Linked DNA regions of Zea mays: region 1 is linked to region 2. A link is a contact called in public Hi-C data. All regions are on one chromosome and are shown on one strand. Each heading gives the region's core, a stretch centred on a gene start, on an enhancer-like site or on the middle of the called end of the contact. The rest is flanking DNA. Distances are from core to core; before and after follow the strand shown.

What was found. A called contact is a pair of places that touch in the nucleus more often than the background predicts.
Region 1: a contact with region 2 is called in a Hi-C map of leaf, with 1.8 times the contacts expected there. The contact joins the promoter of LOC103645752 here to the promoter of LOC103645748 in region 2. A contact is called at or near these places in 5 of 25 Hi-C or Micro-C datasets (bundle sheath, ear, leaf and 1 more).

What each region holds. Positions count from the first base shown.
Region 1 is chr2:1,516,401-1,523,518 of Zm-B73-REFERENCE-NAM-5.0, forward strand. It overlaps LOC103645752 (choline transporter protein 1), which reads left to right and starts at 5,588. Exons shown (of 10, transcript XM_008670454.3): 1 at 5,588-6,191. The coding sequence starts at 5,989.
Region 2 is chr2:1,222,098-1,229,237 of Zm-B73-REFERENCE-NAM-5.0, forward strand. LOC103645748 (K(+) efflux antiporter 2, chloroplastic) reads left to right here and starts at 3,852. Exons shown (of 21, transcript XM_008670449.3): 1 at 3,852-4,224; 2 at 4,364-5,858; 3 at 6,136-6,298; 4 at 6,427-6,517; 5 at 6,843-6,979; 6 at 7,052-7,111. The coding sequence starts at 4,375. LOC100273812 reads left to right here. Exons shown (of 7, transcript NM_001148213.1): 5 at 490-576; 6 at 652-762; 7 at 1,516-1,939. The coding sequence ends at 1,587.

The sequences.
Region 1 (7,118 bases), core at 4,338-6,837, 300 kb after region 2:
TATGGCACATTCTACCTCGACCAGGTCAAGGACGCGGTCATCCCGGCGCCAACACGAGGCGTCAGCGTCTGTGCGCTCGCCCTCAGTAAGGGGCGCACAGACCAACGACCTCCAGGCAGAGCTCGATCGCAGGCGTGCGGGAGAGGATGCCTGGGTCTCTTTGGAAAGCGCGCGCGAGCACCGCCAGAACATCGGTGGTCGCAACCTCGATCAAGACTTCGCTGCGGTTGCACCGCAGACACCAATGGGCACCCAGTCCCAAATGGGTGTCCCCTTGGCCGGTGTGGGCTGCGCCGCCCTCGTAGATCATCTCCGCGCAGCGTCATGACCACCCAAGTTCCGGCCGCACTTGCCAGAAAAGTACGACGGAACATCGAACCCGTCGGAGTTCCTGTAGGTGTATGTCACCGCCATCACGGCAACAGGTGGAAACACCGCTGTGATGGCAACATATTTTCATGTTGCCTTGTCTGGACCTGCCCGGACCTGGCTCATGAACCTCACCCCGGGGTCAGTATACTCCTGGGAAGAGCTCTGCGCGCGGTTCGTTGTGAACTTCGCCAGTGCTTACCAGCAGCACGGTGTGGAAGCCCACCTCCATGCGGTGAGGCAGGAGCCCGGGGAGACTCTCCGAAAGTTCATCTCCCGCTTCACCAAGGTGCGAGGTACTATACCTCATATTTCTAATGCTTCCATCATCATGGCCTTCCGACAAGGAATACATGATGAAAAAATGCTGGAGAAGTTGGCCACACATGACGTGGAAACTGTCCCCACACTATTCGCTCTGGTCGACAAGTGCACTAGGGCCGTGCATGGCACTCGGCCCCACAAACCAGAGCTGCCCAGTCGGGTGGCTCGGGTGTCGTCCCCCGGGACGGAAAGAAGAAAAAGAAGAAGGACCATGACTACCAGAAGCCGCAGTCCACCGCTCTGGTTGTCGCAGCCACGACCGGAGGCCAGGGCGACCGCAACAAACGTCCACAGCCGCAGAGGGGTAACAGTGGCTCATGCCCTGTGCACCCCAACAGTCGCCACAGCGTCGTGAAGTGTCGCAAGATCATTGACCTCGCGAAACACGTCAATGAGCGAAGCGAGCAGTCTTCCAAAGATGGCTCCCCACCTCGTCACCGACCTGGCAAAGAAAAGGTGGACGACGGCGAGGTGACTGCGGCTGAACGGGACCTCGGGTATCAGTCACCCGAGGGGGACCTGAAGGATGTCTTCACTGGAGGCTCCTACTCCGGTGGAGACAACTAGACGGACCCCAGAGGAACCCCGTGCTCCCCGGTCTACGAAGCTAAAGCTTGCCTTCCTCCCGAAACCCTTCTGGATTCCCCACGGGTCCAGGCTTCCGACAGGTACATGCAGGAATGGCCACAACCAAAGACGAGGGCTCCCGTGTCAAATGCAGATGGAGACCCAGGGTCGGGACCTAGCCCTACGGCAAGTACCAAACCAAGAAGGGCTCTGCAACTCTCCCCCAGCTGGGAAGGACCCTTCAAGGTAACGAGAATGCACCGACCCAAGGGCAACCATCTAGCTACGATTGAAGGAGTGCCTCACCCCGATGCCGGAACATCTCTGTAAGTTCTATCCATAGAGCAAGTCTGAGGGGTCGATTTAGTTTCCCTTTTGTAACTAGGTAGCACTTACGTGTACGCCAACCCGGTGGGGTCCGTCCCCATAAACCCGGCCTGTTGGTCTGCACCCATGCATGATGAGTTATAAAGAAAAACTACCCCCTCAGTTGAGCCTCTATGATAGTTCCATCTCGCTGCTCCATGGTCTTACCTTGCAGTTTTTCAGATAATACTTTTTATCTAACCCACCCGTACGGTTCCCATCTGTCCTGACATGACGACATCCGAATTGAGCAGCCAGGCTTGCAGTTTAGGGCCCCTGATACGAAAGTTGGGAGGTCCGACAGCCTGGGAGCCGGCTCTAGAGAACGGGACCCCGTTCCATGGGGTGGTCCGGAGCCTGTGTGGACGCTTAGCCTGGTTCCGTACCCGAAAGCCTACACATTCCACCACTTCATGACGGGTACCTAGTATTTGGGGCTATAAGTCATGTGCGTCCGACAACCTCGGGTCCGGAGCTAGAGAATGGGCATTAGTCTCCTGGGGTGGTCCGAAGCTCGTGTAGCCGCTCAGCCTGGTCCCGTACCGTGGGCCTGCACGCTCCACCACCCTGCGACAAGTGTCCTAGTATCTAGAACCGCGACCCAAGGGGGTCCAGACACGCAACTTGGCCACCCAGACTGAAACCTGCGAGTCCCGAGCATGTATCAAAGGATGGCTAATATCAGACAGGGAACCCTATGGGTGTACTACTAACGCTCCCTAGCTGAAGCTGTGTACAGATCCAGATCCTGACGAGGTTGCCTCCCGAGGGTTGTTGACAACCTTTTCAGATACGCTGGTATCCAACCTCAACACATTGAGCCTGCATCCCAGGCGGGGGGACAGGTACCAGGGAGGAGTCAACAATATCGCACATAGCAGAAACAAGTTGAAAATAGATAAGTGCTAATACTGCTTAATAAATAGTACTCTTGAGTACCTTACAAAAAGCGAAAGTATTACATCTGTTTTCAAGTGGAGCCCTAGTTCCATCTCTACTCTACATGTATGAACTACCTCCACACCAGTAGGGCCACGAGATAGCTAGCTCTGAGCGGCTCGCCAGCGGAGGCGACCACCTCAGCACCGACAGCTAGAGATGGCAATGGGTACCCGAAACTCGAATACCCGACGGGTTTTACCCGATATGAAGGCGGGTACAGGATGATTTCTCTACCCGCAGGTATGTTAATGGGTAAAAACCTCTACCCGTTGGGTAGACGGGTACGAGTACGGGTTGGTACTACCCATACCCGTCTACCCGTGGGTAAAATATACCCGCATCGATAGCACTATAAACATCTAATAGAGTCCAACTTAGCTAGAATAAAACCCTTCTCTAGTTATCATTTGTCTAGATACCAAGTTATGTAATCATATGATTTGTTATATGTGAAATCGAAGTTGTTTTTTATGTTTATCTAATATTTTGAGTGATTGGTATATTGGAATTTAATTCTTTCCTAGCGGGTACGGGTTACCCGACGGGTAAAAGTACTCGCGCGGGTACGGGTATGGGTAAGATTTTATACCCGCGAGTATATATGGGTAACCTGACGGGTAGAATTTTTTTTGATGGGTACGGGTATGGAATGGTACTACCCGACGGGTATGTACCCATTGCCATCCCTACCGACAGCGGCGACCACCTCTGCACCGACGACTCACCAGCAGTGGCGATCACCCCAGCGTGTGCGCCATTGCGAAAAGGTCCTCGCCCCCGTCTTCCTACGGGGGGCGACAACGAGGCCATTAAAGCCAAAGAGTTGGGGGCTCGGCGGTAGGTGGCACTGATGGTCTCGCCAGCGAAGGCAACCACCTCTGCAATGGGCAGCCTCACCAGCGGCGGCGACCACCTTAGCACCGACGACAGCGGCCACCTCTGCACCGGTAGGCGGCGGCTGCCTCAGCATGCGCAAAGAGGTCCTCGCTCCCGTCCTCCCACGGGAGTGAGGACAAGACCATCCAAGAACGCGGCCGCCACCCCTTACGGCCTACGACATCTTGTACAACCCTCCGGGGCGACGTCAGAGCAGTACGATCGGCGGCGCGGGAGACGTCATGGATGTGGCGGACCTGCGCACGGCGCGACCGTCGCTCGTGCGGTGGACGGACAACCACGCCCCAACCAAACGGCAGGAGGCAGCGTCGGAGGCGGCGCCGAAGCCACCCAAGCCGAGGAACCGGGCACGCGGCAGCTGATGGCGCCTGCAACCGGCCGGCCCCGTGTACCCAAGGTTCGCCTCCTCCGCAAGGCTGGTGGACGCGCTTCTCCCCTGAATGCTGGAGGAAGAAGCGGGTCGCCAGCCCATACGGAAGGCAGGACCCTAGCTCGGCTCGCCCTCCTCCCTAGTGCGGATGATGAACATCCTTGAAGTTGAGGGCAGGGGGAGGCCACAGCCCGACTCGCTTCTCTCCACCACAAGGCTGGTGGTCATCCCTCTAGATGACCACTAGCGAGAGATTGCAGCCGAGCTGCATGATGAAAATCCTTTAAGCCGAGCGATGGCGGAACAGCGCCAACCCCCACGGGGTTGCGCTCCTCTCACAACAGCAAGAAGAAGACAAGATCGACAACACCACCATGAGCGCGAGCTCTCCGGCGGTGAGATCGCCGGAGGAGGTGGCCCTGACGTGGATCCCTCTAGAAAACACCGATGCACCTCATCTGGAGGCCTGGAAGGCGGAAGGGCGCGATGAATGCAAGAGGAGCGAGGCATGGCTACTGCCCGGGAGATCGACCCCTTTTTAAAGGCAGATTTCCCCACTCGCGCCCCGAAGCGTCACGGGCAAAGTCTCCCCTGACGTGCACCAGGGTTCCCACCCTATGACACGGGGGCCAGGCCCCACATGTCATACAAACTGGCCCGAAGCATGAAGAAGGCGAACCACCGCACAAGGAGCGTGCAACTGCCCCGTGGTTATGCACCCCTTCATTTTCGAGGCAACCAGCGGTCAAAAAGGCGAACCGCCACGCAGGAAGCGTACAAACGCCCCGCGGTTGTGCGCCCCCCTCAGTTTCGCTGCAACCAGTGGTCCAACATGGGGGCCCAGGCCCACACGTCAAGCAACAGGCGCGCCGGTTACTGGGTGCGGAAAAATCACACCGCCGCTCGCGCCAATACCACGTCTTCTCGGGGCCGTCGCGGAAGACTGAAAAGATAAGTTTTCAGAACCAGTGCAGCGACTCAAGGCATCTCATGCATGGCCCAACAGTGACATTAGGTACGAAGGCCACGGGCCAGTCAACCGTGGGAATAAGCGTGGCAGTCGGCATGACCATAGGCAGGCCGGTAGTAATTGCGTCAACAGGCGCGCAGGAGCAGCAGGCCAACCGCTAATCAGACTCTGCCCCCACCTACAGGCTCGCATCCTCCCTGAGGCGGGCCCGGGGGCCACTGTCGGTACCCTGGATCAGGGGTACCCTCTTCTATAGTATGAAGACGTTGTACACGTACGACGTCTCTAGGCCACACGGAGAACGACACCCGACCCCACCGCATGGGCAGGTCTAAGGGCACCACGTGGCAAGGAAAGATAGTACTATAGTGTAAAACAATGTTTTACATGATAACATACACAATCAAATATACACAATCTCAGGCTATTTTCAGCACCTTACCCATCCTCGTACCTATATTTAAACTCAACTAATGCAGTGAATCTAGCCACAAATATAAACACATACATCAAATACGGTATGAATCTATTAGGGAGTGTTTAATTTATAGTGATTAATTTTTAGTCCCTCTATTTTATTTTATTTTAGTCTATAAATTGCTAAATACAGAAACTAAAACTATAAATATTTACAATTTAGATGTTAAAATATAATAAAATAGAGTGAGGGACTCAGAATATAAATTATATAGTAAATTATAAATATTATTCATTTACAATTAAAAAAGAAAAAAAAATTTAACATCCAAATAAATATCCGGATCCATCTCGACCACAGTAACACGGACCGTCGTCCAAATCCATTGACTGCGGTGAGTGACTCATGAACGCGACGCTGCGGGTAGGTGGAGCGCATGTGACTGAGGGCTGAGGCGCCGTGCAGAGCAGCCGACCAGAAAGTGGCGGACCTCCTTTTCACAGGACAGGCCGGCGGCCGGGTAGGAAAAGCCCAAAACCTCTCTTCCTGCTGCCCCTCGCTGTTCGCTGCCTCCCCTCCACTCTCCACTGTTCACTCCCAGTCCCCACCAGCACCAGGCACAGATCACTCGCTTCCCCACTCGCTCACGCCAAAACCACCGCGCCGAATCCGAATCGAGTCGAGCACGAGCGAGCAAGCAAGGAGCTAGCGCACGCATCTAGGCTAGGCGAGAGCACCAAAGGAGGCGCCGCGGGTGGCGGCGGAATGGGAGGGCCCCTCGGCGCGATCATCGGCCGCTACCCGTCGGCGGCCGGCGGCGACGAGCAGCTGGGAGGCGGCGCCGGAGGCGGCATTATACGCCACGACCGCAGGTGCCGCGACATCGCCGTTCTCGTGCTCTTCGCCGCCTTCTGGGTCGCCATGATTGTCAACTCCAGCTTCGGCTTCAACCAGGGCAACCCGCTCAGGTCAGTCAGATTCGCTGCCCCCCCTCTCCCTCAAGATCTGCGCTCGATCTTCCTAGCTGAGCCTGGGTGCTGCCGGTGGTTGTGAGATGCCTCGGCGACGACTCGCTTTGAGTTTGGTCACCTCAATTTCGGCTGCTCTCATCTCTTTGAGAACTGAGAGACACACACTTTTCAAGAACTCTGCTTTTGGAGTGTGGGAGGCTCCCGAAAATTAGATCGATACCAAAATTGGGTGAAACCGCTTGTCTCTGGATTTTGTTCTTGCTCTAATAATGAAACAACAAGCAATGTTGAGGATTTACCAAAGTTGCGGATCTTGCTTGCTATGGCCTAAAGGGGTGTTTGGTATCTAGGGACTAACATTCCACTTTAGTTCGTAAATTGCTAAATATGGAAACAAAAACTCTATTTTAGTTTTTATATTTGATAATTTAGGAACTAAAATAGAATAAAATGAAACCAAACACCCCCTAAGGAATACTCCTACAATACAACGTGTACCACTTAGTTACTACTTACTAGTATGTTATTTGTAGTGTGGAGCGAATCTTTGTCTTGCTTCGTTAGTCTAACCGGATTTAGCTTTAGAGAGGCAAAAGAAAGAAGGAAAGAAAGAAAGAAAGAAGTAAAAAAAGATAGAGCCTTTACTGCTTATACTAGTATAAAGGAGCTTGTGGCCCAAGGAATTGTATCGCCTACCTAAAACCCAGCAATACAGGATACAGCTAAAAAGTTATGGTCTCATAGGCAGAAAGCAGGTGAAAGTTGGTGGTCATATATTCTCTCAAAGGCAGAAAGCAGGTGAAAGCCCGGCCTGATAAGGGCTTGTTCGGTTAGCTCTAAATCCATGTGGATTGAGTGAGTTTAAATCCCAAGCAAGTCAAAGTTCTTCTAAATTTTTTCCAATCCCATCCAATACATGTATGA
Region 2 (7,140 bases), core at 2,602-5,101:
TGTGAACTGTGAAGTGTCATCTAAGTTTGTGTTACTAAGTGTTGCGGACTTTGCAGTTTGTGTTTGCGTGAACTGTGAAGCGTCATCTAAGTTACATAATCTGTTCCTATCACTATACCCACGGGTACCCGATACCCGACGGGTACGGGCACGAGCACAAAATTTTACCCGCGGGTAGTCACGGGCGGGTATAAGTAATCCCGTGGGTATAGTCGCGGGCGGGTATTTGCTATACCCGATCCGAACCCGACCTGTTGCCTTCCCTACCCTCGCTCTTCAGGGATTGGGCGATCCATCAGCTCGACCTCAAGAATGCTCAAATACCTAGACTTATGCCTGACTGGCCACAGTAAATATCTGGCTACTGTTTCTGTTTCCTGCCCTACATGTTGTTAAAAAATATCATATGATGCCTTCAAAAGGTTTATCTAGGGCAGCATAAATATCGTCCCTTAGTTTAAAAAGGTGTAACATGCTTGTCACTTCCAGGTTGGAGAGTGCGTTGCTGTGTGGTGGAGGCCGAACTTTGAGACTGTGATGTATCCTTACTGTCCTCCACATATCACTAAGCCCAAGGTACATTGTTGCTTTGGGAGCATTTTTTACCTATGCTGTTAGGATCATAACTGGAATGACCAATTTGTTGAACAGGAGTGCAAGAAACTTTTCATTGTTCACCTATCCGAAAGAGAGTATTTTGCTGTTCCAAGGAATCTGAAACTGCTTGCTGTTCCACTGTTTGAACTCTACGACAATGTTCAGGTAATGTTACATTCATAGCCTGGTTGTCGATGATGTCTGGCAGAAATTTTGGGAACCTTCACTCATCCATTGAGTTCTCAGTTCTAGGGAAGGGCAGCAAATTTTTATTTTTTAAAGTAGAGATTCTACAGGGCATTATTGTTTTACCTATTTTTGTTCTGATTAACCTCGTTTGTTTTCTACTACTTCCGTTCCAAATATATGTTACTTTTTTTTGAAACTCAAACTCTAACTTTGACTAAGTTTGTAGAAAAATTCACAAACATCTACAACATAATTAGTTTCACTAAATTCTCCATGAGATGTGTTGATAGTACATTTATTTCAACTTGTATATGTTAGTGTGTGTGTGTGTGTGTGTATCTAAAGGTTTGGTCAAAGCTAGAGAATTTTGACTTGGTATAAAGCTAAAGTGACCTATAAACTGGACCGTAGGGACTCTCTTTGCGCTGTCAGTTCTTTAATCTACTACATCACTCTGGTTCCAGCAACAGAAGTTTACTTTTTTACGTAACCATTTATATATAAGAAATCTGCATTGCTAGTACGATGATTGAAATGCATAGTTTATTGATATTCGGACTTACTCTATTCTCGTGAGCCTTTCCAGCCATAACTGTGGTACATGGTTTTCCTTCTTTTGTTTGGCCATAGCCAACGGGTGTTAATTTTGTATATTGTGCTGTGCTTTCAAGTTTCAGGAATTTGTCAAGATTTGTTTCTGAAACTTGTTTCCTGTACATTGATGTGCAGAGGTACGGGCCTGTCATCTCTACCATCCCGCAGCAGCTTTCTAGGTTCCAGTTCAACATGGTTAGCTCTTAGGGTGATGATACAAGAAAACCAATGTGGCCAAGGCAGCTCTTCGGTTGCTGAGCTAGCTGATCAACGTACCCTGACTGATTTTATTTCATTGTGCTGGATTTTTTTATATAGACTACTACTATCTAGACATGCATTTCTGATTGTATTGTTGTTGAATTATCCTGTTATGTCGCATCCCATGGGCAGATCCAGTCTAGGATATGTACACCTGATAACTTAGTTAAAAAAAAGAAAAGAAAACCGAAGGTAGTGTGTGTATAGATCGTACTGTAGTATGCATGTAACCGGATCAGATCCGTTTTCAGGTAGATTGCTCTAGGTTGGGTTATTTATTGCATTAATTGCACAAGCTAGATGCCATGTGTACTATTGTCGAAAAGGGGTTGCAGGTCAACCTTGCGTAGATGTTAAATGCAGTCTCAAATATTTTATCCGAAGGTGTGTTCTAGTACTGGCATGCCATTGATTACGTCATCCAAGCATATGTTGTTGCATCTTATATGTGAATAGCCACATGGTCTGAACTTAAAGTTTCTAGAGGAACAAGTTCTTCAGATGATGCTGCATCTTACCCGTTGGAGTTCTTAACTGTTCCAGTTGCATTTGAGCTCGTTATTTTCATCATCCTCTTCCCATATTGCCATGTTTCCCCTTGAGAATGAAGTGCGCTCCGCATTTTCCAAGTACTCCACAAGAGAGCTAAAGAACATTCTCAACAAAGCATTTTTACCCAAAAAACAAACAAACAAACCAGATTTTGGCTACAAAGGGCCTGTTTATGGGCTGCGACTAACAGGTTTAACTGACTTTAGGTGTGTGTTTGGTTCGTAGTCATAGTTGTTGCGAGATTTTTCTGCTGCAGCATGAGTGTCACTCGTCAATAACTCAGTGTGTGGCAAGATATCAAGATTCTCTTAGACGTGTCAAGTTGTGGTAGAGAGTTTGAGGTTCTAACCTTAGGCAAGTGTGATAAAAAACATGTAGCAATTTGTGGCACTTTAGGCATGCAACCAAACATCGGAATTGTTGTCAAAGTCATGTTGTAAATATTGAGGTGCTGTCTGGTTCACATATTTATAACTTGATGTGTAATTGATAACGTTACATCATGTTTGTTTAGTTCTATCCGTAATCAGTACCACACTAGAAATTAATACTGGTCTATTCAAACTTGTTACCACTAATAATCGATTGTAAATCATTACCGTTGCTATTTACGTTACATTTTATGAACCAAAAAACATATGAGTTACTGCCTTCCAACTTTCCAAGCATATTAAAAGACACCACCTAAAGAACAAGTGTTATGTTTTGAACCGGGTCTGGCGCCCTCGGGCGTAAAGGCTAAAACAATCTTTTTAGAGTTTGTTCGTTTTAATTTTAATCCATGCGGATTGAGCAAGATTGAGTGTGTTTAAATTCCTGACAAGTTGATTATTTTATAATTTCTTTCAATCTCATTTGAATGGGGTAACCAAACAATGCTCGAGTTTAGGAAAAGAAAGGACTCTCTTCATCAGTTTCGTACATGTGAAGCACGAAGATTTATTTTTCCCTCTTGCTAGTCGTCTATCATTGAACTGTTGCCCTACACATGAGTCATGAGAAACCACAAAAAACGCAGCGTTCTCACACAGTACCACTTCACTCACTGAAGGAGTGCGAGTGACCGAACCGGCTATAAAAATGGCTTTTGCTCCTTTTTAACTCATATTTTTTCGGATTTTGGTTAAGATAGAGTATAATATTTGTTATTATCAATTTAATATCTGGTATATGAATCTATGTCAACTTCAATATTAAATACTCCACCCGTTTCAAAAATACAATTCGTTTGACTTTTTCTATCTCAAGTTTGACCACTTGCCTTATTTAAAAAATTCATGAGAAAATGAGAAACAAATTATAAATTGGAACTGAGAGAGTATATTTTTATCGGTATTTTCTTGTTAGGACCGTTGCAATGCACCGATATTGTACTAGCTTGGAGTAATCTCCGAGTCCATGTTGTTTGTCAAGATTTTTTTATAAAGATCCACACCAAAATTCTTTCTTGGCCATCCGGACAGGGTTGGTAATAGCTTTTTTTTCACTTTTCCTTTTTTTTTTCTGATTAACGACAGCTTAAAAACGAGCTGTCTCTCTATCTCCTTTTTAATTTTATTTTAATCTCCCTATCGTGGCGGTCCCGTGGCTGAATCAGTGGGGTAGAAGTAGCACTAGCGAGGAATATACCACTATCCGAGGAGCAGAAACCCGAACAACATTTTTTTTTAAAAAAATCTGCGGTTCAAAGCCCAGCCCAGGGTTGTTGCGGTGCGGGAAGGAGCAAGTTTGGCTTGACAAGTTGGGCGCAGTTGGCTTTTGCCTCGTCCCCTCCGCCGCCCCGTTGCCGAAACAAAACTCGCTCTTCGGACAAAACGCCAACGCCAGGGCGAGCGAGCGAGGTGAGGTCACCTACCAGCTCCCACAGTCGCACTCCCCCCTCGCGCCGTCCCGTCGTAGGAATGGAATGAGGCCGAGGCCCCTCCTCCTCCTCCTCGTCGTCGTCGTCGTCGTCGGTGCTTCTCCCGTGACAGGCCTCCCTTCCTCCGGTCCGGTCGCCCTCTGACCCAATCCGCATACATCCACCAACCAGTACGTGAGCACTCACTCCTCCGTCTCCGTCTCTGTCTCTGTAATCCGCTTTTGTTTCTCTCGTCCCGACCTCTCCTTTTCCCAGGCTTTGATTTGCGCTGTTTCCGATTGTACTCGTGCTCCGCCCGCTACGATACAGGACAGGGGAGGATGGATTTGTCCAGGCTCGCCTCCGTCGCCGGGCCCAGCCGCGCGGCCCCGCGGGCGGGCCTGCAGATCGGCGCCGCCGGGAATGGCTTCCGCGTCTGCTCCCTGCGGCACCGCGGCGCCGGGAACGGGCGCCTCACGTCCGCCGCCGCCCTCCTCCGCGGCAGCAGCGGGCTCTTCTACCTGGCTCCCGCGCGCGGGGGCCCTCCCCGTCTCCGCGCCAGAGGGCGGCCGCGGTGCCAGGGCAGCGACTCGTTGGCCTACGTCGACGGCCCCTTGGAGGCCGCCAAGGGCTCCGGCGAGGTCTACGACGACGATGCCACCAGCTCGGGGCCCGACGACGACGACAATGACAAGGGCCCCGCCGACGTGGACGGTCTCCGGGAGATGCTGCAGAGGTGCAGGAACGAGCTCGAGGTGGCCAGGCTCAACAGCACCATGTTCGAGGAGAAGGCTCAGCGGATATCCGAGTCGGCCATCGCGCTCAAGGACCGCGCCGAAGGCGCCCAGAGGGACGTGTCCGCGGCCGTCGCCACCGTGCAGGAGGTCATCGTCAAGGAGGCGGACGCCAAGGAGGCCGTCCAGAAGGCTACCATGGCGCTGTCGATGGCCGAGGCCAGGCTGCAGCTGGCGTCCGAGGCGCTGGATGCCAAGCGGGGGTCGGTCGGGCCCATGGAGGTTAGCATCGAAGGCGTGGAGGAGGAGGCCCTTGTGTCTGCTCAGGAAGAGATCAAGGATTGCCGGGCAGCCTTGTTGCGGTGTGAGGAGGAGCTGGAACGCATCCAGGAACAGAAAATGAACCTGCAGAAGGAGGTTGATAGGCTCACCGAGCTCGCTGAGAAGGCCCAGTTGGATGCATCCAAGGCCGAAGAAGATGTCACCAATATAATGGTGTTGGCTGAGCAGGCGGTGGCTCTTGAGATGAAAGCCACGCAGCGTGTCAACGACGCGGAGGCGGTGCTGCTGAAAGCGGAGAAGGTCATATCCTCGGTTGACACCGTGGTGGAGCTAACATCACTTGCTGAAGAGCAGAAAAGCGCTGAAGAGGATAGCGTTTCTGAAGGGTATGAGTATAGCAGCAATGGCACTGATGATGTTCCTGTGAGGGATGAGGTGTCAAGTATCGAGCGTCTAATGGTAGGTGACTTGACTGTTGAGGGCATTGAGCAGCTTGAACCATCCCGTGAAATATATGATGAAGCAAGCAGCGATAAGATGTCCGTTGAGCCTCAGAAAGAAGCTGAGCCTGATTCAGACAAGTTGAAGCAAGGGAAGAAGCAGGAAATGGAACGAAAGGAGTTCACCAAGGAACCACTGAGTGCTCAAAAATCACTGAAGAAGAGATCATCCCGCTTCTTCCCGGCATCTTTCTTCTCCTCCAAAGCTGATGGAGAGTTTACACCTACATCTGTCTTTCGGGGGTTAATGAAATCAGTGCAAAAACAGGCTCCCAAGCTTGTTGTTGGGATATTGCTTCTTGGTGCAGGGTGAGTCACATGACAATTGCTTTGTGTTTTATAGGTTTTGCATTTTGCAGTGAAGATTTGATTTCAGATAACTGCACTCCATCAATTTACCTTGTTTTCTGTTGTTTGTGTACAGATAAAAAACATACTGTATCCTGTGTATAGTCACCTCTTCTTTGCACTGAAAATTTGAAATGGGAATGGAAGTGTTTTCCTTATTATAACTGCTGGGCATCATTTTCATTCATATCAGTTAGCCAATACCTTAAAGTTTTTTTTTGTTTTATGGGTCCCGTAGGGCCTTCTTCTTAAATAGAGCTGAGAAGAGTCAACTATTTCAGCAGCAAGAAATTGCCACAAGTATTGGAAAGGTAACCTCCACGACAAAGCCCATAGTTCGTGAGATACGGCAAATTCCACAGAGAGTAAAGAAGCTAATAGAGCTCTTACCTCATCAAGAGGTACAATTTCCTCATCTGAACTTGCTCATCTTCTGATTTCATTTTGTGTACTTCGAATGATATTCAACTGTTATGATGAAACTTAGCTTGCATGTAAATTTCCTTACACTCGTCATTTCCCTATTCAGGTAAATGAGGAAGAAGCTTCACTTTTCGACATACTGTATTTGCTTCTTGCCAGTGTTATTTTTGTACCATTATTTCAGAAAATCCCTGGAGGTGAGATACATTCTAATATTGTTTGTGCACGGCATAGTTCAGCAGCATCTGTAGTTTTTTGCATTATTTTGGTCACTCAAGCAAGTTTGCAATTGAACTAAACGGTTCCCCCTTCTAGTCTCATCAACTTTTAGTGTTTTAGTCACAACTGCCAACTGTGGACCATGCTTTTCCTGAATTGAAATGCATGGACTTCTGAAGTTAGGAGTTAGAATGCATGAACTCATGTGCATACAAAAGTTGAGAAACATCTGTGATTAAGATCATCAGTTTTCATGGAAGTTTTTGTGACCTTCTGCAAATAAATTTTACCTTGATATCTTAGGCAGTCCTGTTCTTGGATATCTTGCTGCTGGTGTCCTCATTGGTCCATATGGGCTCTCCATCATCCGTAATGTGCATGGGACAAAGGCAATTGCGGAATTCGGAGTCGTGTTCTTACTGTTTAACATTGGACTTGAGGTACACAACTAAGTGCCTTTGGATACTATTTCTACTTTCAGCAAATACTGGCTTAATATCCTACACCTGCAGCTTTCTGTGGAAAGGCTAAGTTCGATGAAGAAGTATGTCTTCGGCTTGGGATCTGCTCAGGTTCTGTTCATGCTAACGCAACCATCAAA